Regions from separate parts of the Mus musculus genome. Here regions 2 and 3 are each linked to region 1. Evidence: chromatin contacts called from public ChIA-PET data. All regions are on one chromosome and are shown on one strand. Each heading gives the region's core, a stretch centred on a gene start, on an enhancer-like site or on the middle of the called end of the contact. The rest is flanking DNA. Distances are from core to core; before and after follow the strand shown.

Region 1 (3,185 bases), core at 175-2,674:
CCCATTTTCTGTGCACCTCCCAATATCTCGCTGTCCCCTGTGAACTGCTCCTCCTCCTTCTCAGGCTCCGCCCACTTCCCAGCCTCAGCCCTCCCTCCCCTCCCCTGACCCCACACTCCACCCCCATCTCTGCAAAACACAGAAGCTTACCGAAAAGAGGAAAAGAGTCACCTGCTACTTGTTTGTACCATCTTTTATCTTGGGTCTTCCCAAAACCCAAGTATCAATGCATCGACAGATAATCACACAAGCGTGTGTGCAGTTGTGCCACGTGACCAACTGACCAGCCCATGCAAGAGAGGTCAAAGAGGATGAGACACTTATCGTAGAGCGTCTGTGGCTTCAAAATAAATAATTAAAAATCATGAATGCTTTTCACATGCTAAGATGTAAAAAGTTTCTAATCCTCAGCAATGAGAACGAGAAGGCTGAGCCAGGTTTCTAGGTTTGTGACTCTAAGAAAACGAAACCGATCGTTCTTATCCTTCGTCTTTGATTCACTGCTATGGCTGGTCTGGTTAGGGCTTACAGGAGCCATGTCAGACTAATGAATGTCTCAGAGACCTGTTTGAACCCGGAAGACGAAACTTCTCTCGTTTGGCCCCTTCATCAGCCAATCGAAGAAGCCTGCTTTAAGGATATTGATTTGAATTCAATTTCAATTTTCTAAACAAAAAAATTATGTAATTTGCCTTAATTTGCAATATGGATTGGGAAAATGGAACCTACCCAAAACACACAAGAGGCCACTTACTGGAGCTAATCCTATAGTATCACCAGAAACCCTATAGTATCACCAGAAACCCTATAGTATTACCAACTTTCCCTGTTATTTTTTTTGTTGTTGTTGTTATTAAAAAAAATCCGTTGGTTATCCAAGACCTTGAAGGCACCGTTGCTTTAAGGGTATCTCTAACTAAATGCCTTTGCAACCTGAATACAAAGGCCCTACCAAGTCCATTTCCACAAATCTCCTTGGGACCACGTCACTAGAATAATTCCACCAAAGCTTACTGTGGACTCGAGTCCAGCTGGATAGAGGCTTTACGTACTTCTTCTAGCTCATTCTGAAATCTCAGGAAGAGTGTGTGGGCTTGCAGAAACAAACAGGTCTTGAGCAATTCCTTCACCCGAACTGACTTAGACCATTCCTTCCCTTTAGCTTCCTCCCATTTCATTCTAGCCTTCCCTTCTCCTGTCCCTTCCACCTCCTATCAGAAGCACGAAAAACATCACCCACTTGCAGCATCTCCTAATGCCACCCATGGTAACGCTACATTTTAAGGACATGCATTTATTTGTTTTAAAAATGTACTCCGCAAAAGGCCCTCCCAAGGAAAAGCGTCCTCACCCTCCTGATGCCAGTCCAAGTGTTATTTTTCTCTCAGGCTCTTCTCTTCCCGGATGACTATACTTTTGGTTGGTGTGTCTCTGCAAGAATGCTCAAGACCTCTTAAAGAGTCAGAAAAGCTACCTGGGTTTGCAGGCAGCTTCCTGTGGGGGTCACAGCCTGCAGAGTGAACAATGAATTATTGCACAGAAGATGGGCAAGGTGTGTGAAAAAAACAGGAAGCACCTGTCAAAGTGTGACTTTCTTCCTGGCAGCAGAGAGCTCCCTCTGAGGTGGTTCTAGATGCTTCTTGCTGCTTCCACTGTGACCTCTAAGACTGTGAAGTACCCTAGAGAACAAGGAAAGACCTGTGAAGGGAAGGGTTATTTGGACACTTTGATGGAGGGGTGAGAGTGATGGCCGTTCATAGCTTCTCTAGGTTCCTTTTTGCCATAGAGATTCGTTTGTATAGAACTGAAACTGAGTGATCATTGCAATGGGGAAATTTGAACACCTGAGAATTAGAAGTAACATATTTATTATTGCTGGTTCCTATCATAGGGACATGCTTCCATTGATTGATTATTCAGTGAACATATTCTATGTCAAACAGTAAGAGAGAACTTAGGCATTAACAGGGGACAAAACAAACATGTATTCCCGTATCCCGTGTTAGCCTTAAATTTAACTTATAAGGCACCGTGTTTCAGATTTGCGTTTTCACTTTTTAAAAAAAATGTATTTTATTTTTTATCTAGGATGTGTAAGGGAAGGGGTATGTACTTGCTCCTTCAGAGGTCAGAGGTCAGAGGACAACGTGCCGGGTTTGGTTTTCATGCAGGTCCAGGGAGTCAAACCCAGATTATCATCTTGGCAGTAAACACCATCACTCAGAATCATCTTGGCTCTTCACGACTTTGCTTCCTTTCCCGTTTTTAAAAAATCCTTGTATGCATGTATACGATTTAGTAGTGTTCTTAATGGAAACACCACTGAGATCAAGTCCCCTCCTTGAGTTTGAAAGTTGTAAGTTGTTGGAGGTAGCTGGCCAGGCCAGCTTGTGATAGATAGTATGTGCTAGCAACACGTAGACCAAGCAAGACATACCTCTGTTAGCTAATTAGATTAACCAAATCCCTTGACTGGAGACACCTAATTGCTGCCACACTAATGCACATGTGGACATAGAGAAATGGATTAAAGAGTCTCAAAGTCTCAAATTTACCTACCATGTTGGTTTGCATAATGTTGGTAACTGTTTTCATAGTGGGGTAGGGTGGGGTGAGGGGGCGATGTTAGAGACCTTATGAATGGCACAGGTAAATAATGCAGCCCTCGCATGGGTATGGAAGATGATAGACAAGTTCACTGAGCCTTCTATCTCCAAGGACTTCTGTTTCTTCATTTAGAAATGTAAAACTGAGTGAAGCAATCCTACCCATCCTTTCAACATGTAATTTTCTTGACATTTCAGGCAAATCTTGTCCCCACTTCCTATGGAAACACAAGACTCAGAAAATGGTCCAATGAAGGCGGGTTTAAAAGTGACGCCTTGGGAGAAGCCTGAGTACACTTGGTTTCCTTGGGTGTCTGAACAAAGCGTTGAGGGTAAGGCATGATTATGAAGAAACAGGAGGGAAAAAAAACTTCCAGAACTTTCTCTTGCTCATCCCAAGAAACCAAGTACCAGAGCAGCCAGACAGCATGCTTGAGAACCGAATATTCCTTAGGAACCCACATTACTACTGTGGATAAGGTTTCAAAGCTTGTTGGCAAAGAACGTTATTTCACTTGTATTATATGTTAAGCAAAGGTTAGTGAGTCCTCTAATCTTGCCAGTGTCCTCAATTGGAGT
Region 2 (3,202 bases), core at 231-2,730, 710 kb before region 1:
AAGCCCCATGACTCTATTATGACTTAATACACTGACTTCATATCAGGCTTTAAGAGTGGTAAGGGCTTTAAATTAAAAGAATTTCTCCATTCAATTAAGTTACTTCTTGCTAAGATAAACTCCTTTCAGGCAAGTCTCGACAACGTTCTAATTATACAAAAGAAAACTGAAAAAAAAATGAATTTACAAGCTAGAGGCACTCGGTATATATTAATACACACTGCCAGCAAAGCAAACATTTCAACGAGACTCAATTGATTTTTAAAATATTGAAAAGTCCAGCCTGCATCGTAATGTCAACTTTCAACTTAGTAAAAAAAAAAAATGTGAGTTCCTATTACTGTAATAAAGAAGTGCTTGTATGCACACGAGTCGAGAGTCGCAGGGCCAAAATATCTTTCTAAAGCATTGGGGGGTGGGAGGGGGCAAGCGAAAGGAAAGCAATCCCATCTGCTCAAAACTCTTAAGCGAAGATGTTTCTTCCAAAGGCATCTTCTCCTCCCGCCCCCCTCCACCCCAAGGAAAATCCCGAGGGCCTAGTTCCCAAATTCACGGCGCTGATAAGTCAGTTTCAGAATCAGACACCTCGAGATGGCGAAAAGAAAAAAAAAAAAAAAAGGAGAAGAGGACAAACTTCCTGGATTTTTCTCTCTGCAAGAGAAAAAGAGATTTCCTCTTGCTGACGAAGGAAAGGCCCCTTTAACATTTTTTTTTTCCCTCTGCACGGTGGCGGCTGCCAGACTAGGTGGGGCTCGCTCCGCTGCCTTCCTCCTGCCACTTCCCGCAACAAATGAAGCAAGCCAGCCCCGATCCGGGCAAACTTTTTCCCTGTCAGGCTCGAGCCCGCGGGGCGCCGGGGAGTGGTCCCCCCGCCCCCCCTCGCGACGCTGCTCCGCCCGCCCGGCCCCGGGCTGGGAGAAGCCCGGGTGTCCGCAGAGGACAACTTTCTGGTTTCCGCTCTAACTTCCACCCACCGCCGAGGCGGGGAGCGGGGCGCGGCGGGGAAGGCTGCGGGGGCCTCGGGCAGGCGGGTGGGGGCTCCTCGGGCGCTCACTTCCTCCGCCATATTTCAGACATTTGACCCCTTCCGCAAAGCGCGCTGCTCCCCCGCCGCGGCCGCGGTTCCTCCCCGGCCGCCCCGAGGCGGCGCGCCCCGCCGAAGCGAGCGAGGGACTCGGGGGGCCCCCCGCCAGCCACCTGCCGCGCGCCCGGGCCACCCTCGCCGCCGCGGGGGCCATCGGGCTGCCCCGCCCGGTCCGCGCCGCACCCCACCTCTCCCCTCAGCCGGCGCCCGGCCCCCCGCCAGCCTCGCGGCCACGCACGCACCCCGCGCCCACCTCTCGCGCTGTCACCGGGTCGCCGCCGTCGCCCTCGCCGTCGCCGCGCGTTCCCTTCGGGTCGCTGCTCCCGGCGCCACGGCGGTCTCTGCCGCTGCCGCCGTCGCCGTCGCCGCCGCCGCCGCCGCTCGGGCTGCTTTCCACGCCTGACTCTGGGCGAGGTTTGGCGGTGTCGCCTTGACGTCAGGCGTTCAGCCTCGCTCTCGCTTCCGCCCGCGGGCGGGGCGCGCAGGAGCGCAGCCCGGGAAGGGGCGGGGCCGAGGCGGGCCCTGGCGGAGGGGGGCGGGGTCTCGTCGTGCTCGCCTCGCAGTGGGCCTCGCCCCGGCTCTCGGTCGCCGGCTCCGGCCGTGGCCCTTCTCCCCTGCCCTGCGTCTCGTTGCTGCGGTCGGCCTCGCCCCCCGCTGGCTGGGCTGTCCGACATAATCGGTGTCAGCCTCAGCGGAGCGCATCCGTTTCGACCCCAGCGGGTAACGGGGAGCTCAGGGGCTTGGAAACCTCTGACGCCTTCGCGGGGCCTCCGAGTGCACAGTCGCCAACGCCCCCAGACCGTCGGTGTTCGCGTGGTCCTTTGTGCTGGGGAAGTAACAGAGCAGCAGTTCCCACTCCCAGAGCGCGAGGGCAGCTTTTCATTTTTCAAATGGCCTTTCTTTAGGTTTGACAAGTATTTCAGCCTGTGGTGTGTTAAGCAGGGCCAGCTGTCCAAATTACCCTGCCAGACGCAGTTCGCGAATGGAGGATTCCAAAGCATGCTTATGGCCTGTGCCTAAGTGAACAGTTTATAGAATTAAAATAATTGGTTCATGGAAGAGCATGCCTGGGGCGCCTTCATGACTTTATAGATTACTCATAGATGTCAGTCTATGATGTGACTCCGAAAAGCTCTGTCCAAAAATGACTTGTTCCAAAGAGCACAAGAACTTACATCGATCTAGGTAATTAGAATATTTTCTCACCATCACCTTTAATATGAGAATCATGCTATCAGAGCTTTGTTTGGAAGACTTTGTTTCTGCTCTGATTACGCTCTCTTCATTGCGTGGTCCTGGCTGGCCTGACCTTGCTATGTTGACCAGCTTGGCTTTCATCTCAGATACACCTGCCTCTACGTATGGAGTGCTGGGGATTAAAGGCATGCGCCACCACTGCCAGCGAGGGAAAAGGTTTTGATGAACAAAACTTGAGAGGAAAGTACTGAAAGGAGTAGGCAATTTAGCTGGCCCTCCCTGTACAAATTATTCTGGAAATTTAACGAACCCTAGAAGAGAAATGGAGACGTGACCACTACGCTAACCTGAGTTAAGTGAGCGAGTAAGAAAGAATTATAGCTGGGTCTCAGGATGCCAGTCTGTAAGAGCACACCTCTTTCTTCTGCAGACTGAGCAGGAGGTGGCTCCTTGCAAATTCTAGGTTGCTGAGGCCACAGAGTAAGTTAAAGCCAACCTAAACGGTTTTGTGAGATTCTCAAGAAGTTAAAAAAAGGGGGGGGGCATAGCTTAATGATCCAGTACTTGTCTAGCAAGTGTCCGAGTGTAGTAGGTTCAACCTTTAGAACAACAAAAAAAGAAAAAACCCATAATTGACAGTTGTGTGTGCTTCTGCACGCTTGTGCCCTCGCCTGTGGGCACACAGAAGCCAGAGGTGAACAGGTTATTTTCTGTCGCTCTCCACTTAGTTGTTTTGAAACAGGGTCTCTCACTGAACCTCACCAATTAGGCTTGAGTGGCTGGCCACCAATCTCAAGGGAGTCTCCTGTCTCCATTCCCACCACTCTGGATTCTTATGTGACTGCAGGGGGACTGAACTGGAAACCCCGGTTCTCCTGCCTGGGTAACAAGCCCTTTGTCCTGCTGAGCCCTCCTCCTCCC
Region 3 (3,304 bases), core at 218-2,717, 850 kb before region 1:
TGACAAGCTGTAGAACACCTTTATATGCTAATATAAAGTAGAAAACTTAAAGAGATACAGAGCAAAGACTGGAACTTTATATATTTTATGCATTCCTCTCATAACTAAAATCCTCACAAAAAGCACGGATGCTTCTATGACTTTCGGTTTACCATTTAGAACAGTGATAGAACATCATGTCACAACCAGCAGCACCCACACACTGTGCACTTCTAAAGCCTGCGTCAGGGGAAGGGCTGTGGAAATATAGGTCGCAGTGACCACTCTCTAATGCAATTGCAATCGAGAAAGTTAAGAGTTTGTAGGTAAATACTTAAAACGACTGTGCGATAATCCAGGTTTCAATTTTGTTTCCTCGATTACCTGGTAAAACAAGCTATATTTACACACTCGAGGCAGAAATACCAACCAGAGTCTCTTGTTCCGAAGCTGGAATCTGTGAGGTGCTTGCAGCACCCTCGGTAGACACAGACATGTTGGTATTGCACATTGGCCTACAAGTAGAAAAAAAACAACAACACACACGATAAAAACTTGAAATTATAAAACATCTACGAAAAGGGACAAATAGATACATGCATTTACGAAGGAGACAGAAAACGTCTTTCGGCAATAGCTCTCAAATGCAAAACGACGTCGGCGAGCTGTCCCTTACCTGGAGGCCCGCAGGAGAAGCGCGGTGATCCGAGAGGGTCCCCCAGGGGTGTCCGGTCGGTCTCCCGCTCGCCCAGCAGACGGCTGCGGAAACGGGGCAGCGTTTAAATAACCCCAGCTGGAGACATGTCAGGACTTAGCTCCTCCGACAGCCGACGCCGGACGTGTCCCAACTTGACCAGCCCCACAGGAAGAGCTGAGTCAACTCGGCCCAGCCCAGTCCCACCCGTCCCGGAAGCCGCATCCCGGCGAGTCCGGGACCAGGCACCTGTCACCTCCTGGACCCCAGCAACGAGCCCAGCGCGACCCCGGAGCGGGCCCCCCGCGCGCGGGGCCTGCTGGGAGACCCCCGCTCTTCCCTCCTCCCCCTCCCTCCGTCCCCTCCCGCGCATGCGCCGTGCTAACCGCGCCATCTCCCACCCCACCCCCCACTCCCACCCACACGCACACCCCCGGCCGCAGAATGACATCAGGGCCCAGCGCGGGCAAACGGTCGCCCAGCCTCGTGCCCCGCGACCCCACGAGCCGGCCCGGGTTACGAGTAGGCCCCGGAGGGCGCGGAAAAGAGGGAATGATCGGGACTCTCCGCCGCCCACGGAGCGGGTACCTGCTACTTCCCGCGCATCTTCCGACCCTTCACGGGGAGCGCGGAGGCCCCGCGGCCGGGGCCTGAGCGACCATGGTCGCTCCAGAGCTCGAGCGACGAGAAGGCGGCGGCTCCTCACCGGCCGCTCCTAGGCTACGCTGGCCCCGGAGGCCCCGTTAACAAAGCAGAGTTCTGTGACGAGCGCCCCCTACCGTCCGCGGAGAGAACGCCGGAAGCCACGGGCCATCCGGGCATCGGGGCGTGCGCGCGCGCACGCCCGACGCCGCCTCCTGGACCAATAGGAGGCGGGGGGCGGGGCTTAGCGGCCGCCCGGTGCCGGAGCGCGCAGGAGGTGGGGAGGGGCCGCGCGGTTGTGTTTACCGCTCGAAACCGCAATGGTCGCTAGGCAAGTTCCTATCCGACTGCTGCTGCTACCAAAAGAAAAGCAAGACTAACAGCTGGGTAGTATTTTTAAATCCATCCCGCCAGCAGCTGAAGTTGTATACAAATGAGTGATTTTTTTTTAAGACTTTAAAAATAGGCAAGGTGAGAGAGGGTGGAGTGGGACGGGGAGGAAATTGTGAGAAGGGGGTGTCCCAGAAGGGAACGGAGAGCGGGGTGGAAAGTGAATAAATAATAATGAATAAAAAATGAATAGCTCCATGGTCAAGAGTGCATACAGCTCCTTTTTAGGTTTTCAGTCACTCACGCCACACAAATTCTGTCATTGCAGGGTACTCAACACACTCTTCTGGTCTCCATGAGCAACCGCACCTGTGTGCACAGACATACACATAATTAAAGTTAAAATTAAAAAAAAAAATTCAAAGACTGTTAGGGTCCATGACACCTTGGGCTCATAGTATGTAAACGCAAAGAATGTTTTAATCTGCAGAAGTCAGCATTCTGGTGTCTCCTCTCCCCATTACTAAGATAGAGACACCCAAGTGAGTTTGCAGACCTGACATAAAGCATATTAGCGAATTCTGGGATAGGTGACCTCTATGTTAATCTATTGGGTCCATCTTTAGGGACATTCCATTCCCGGGGTGAGAGGGCTGGAAACTTTTGGCTGAGAAAGTCTGGAAACTGCTGCTGACCCATTGTCCTTGCCTCAGGCGGGGCAGCTTCTGAGGCCCGGACTTGCCCGGAATTGCCCAGTTCTTGGAAACAGAGATTTAGGCCTAGTCCCCTTAACTGCCAGTTTGAAACTTGTCATGAAATCAGCCTGGCCTTTTCAACACATACACTCCAGTGTTTACAAACTTTCTAATTGTTAGTCATCTTGAGGGCCCAAGATAGCATTATAAGGTATAGGAGTTTGGCCTGGACGCTGCTTTAGGCAGTGTGGACGCAGGTCAAAGAAAAGCATTGATAAGGCCAGATATAATGGTGTGCGTGTAATCCCAGGTACAGAGCAACAGCCGTCTGGGTCCACCTTTTAAGGTACATCTAAGAACGGAGGGTGTGTGGCACCGAGAAGGTCCTGCATTGTTCAGTCCTCGGTCCCCAAAGCAAAAGCCCCAGATCTTAAAGGACTTAAAACCAGGGGTGGTGGCACATTTGCACAGTCAAAGATAATCAGGAAGCTGAGGCAGGAGGATAGCTTGAGTTGAGCAATTTAAAGCTAATTTGAGTAACATTGATAACCTACCTAAAGGAGAAAGGTAATTTCGTTCTTTGGGGCTTGCCACTTCTTACTGACAGCCTTCATTTCCCCAACAGTTCGTGATTAAGGACTTTTCAGAAACCTTTCTCCCCTTAGGAATGGAGTGAATATTCATTTTAAATTTAATAACCTTCAGCCAGGCATGGTGGCATAGACCTTTGACCCCTGCAGTAGAGACGAAGAGACAAGTGAGTTCAAGATAGTGTGTCCACGAGTCCACACAGTGAGCTGCAGATCAGCCAGGGCTGCACACAGAGAACCTGTCTCACAGAACCCAAGCCTTGGGAGATGAAGTAGCCCAATTGGGCTTGTGTGCAGTTTCATGGGATTGGGGCATGAGCAGGATGGGGGGATGGGAGGACAGGGCAAAAGGCAAGCAGGCATGCACTCTTAGC

The links. ChIA-PET counts read pairs in DNA pulled down with a chosen protein or histone mark.
Region 2: a contact with region 1 is called in an RNA polymerase II ChIA-PET map of memory CD8 T cells, with 121 read pairs. The contact joins the promoter of Rap1b here to the promoter of Ifngas1 in region 1. A contact is called at or near these places in 6 of 39 promoter capture datasets (the 3T3-L1 cell line, cranial neural crest, hippocampal neurons and 2 more) and 2 of 115 datasets of contacts at active chromatin or transcription factors (effector CD8 T cells and memory CD8 T cells).
Region 3: a contact with region 1 is called in an RNA polymerase II ChIA-PET map of memory CD8 T cells, with 22 read pairs. The contact joins the promoter of Mdm2 here to the promoter of Ifngas1 in region 1. A contact is called at or near these places in 2 of 39 promoter capture datasets (the 3T3-L1 cell line and hippocampal neurons) and 1 of 115 datasets of contacts at active chromatin or transcription factors (memory CD8 T cells).

What each region holds. Positions count from the first base shown.
Region 1 is chr10:118,555,101-118,558,285 of GRCm38.p6, forward strand. Ifngas1 (Ifng antisense RNA 1) reads right to left here and starts at 1,425. Exons shown (of 5, transcript NR_104123.1): 1 at 1,352-1,425.
Region 2 is chr10:117,844,494-117,847,695 of GRCm38.p6, forward strand. It overlaps Rap1b (RAS related protein 1b), which reads right to left and starts at 1,481. Exons shown (of 8, transcript NM_024457.2): 1 at 1,338-1,481.
Region 3 is chr10:117,709,291-117,712,594 of GRCm38.p6, forward strand. It overlaps Mdm2 (transformed mouse 3T3 cell double minute 2), which reads right to left and starts at 1,468. Exons shown (of 12, transcript NM_010786.4): 1 at 1,262-1,468; 2 at 656-738; 3 at 410-494. The coding sequence starts at 490.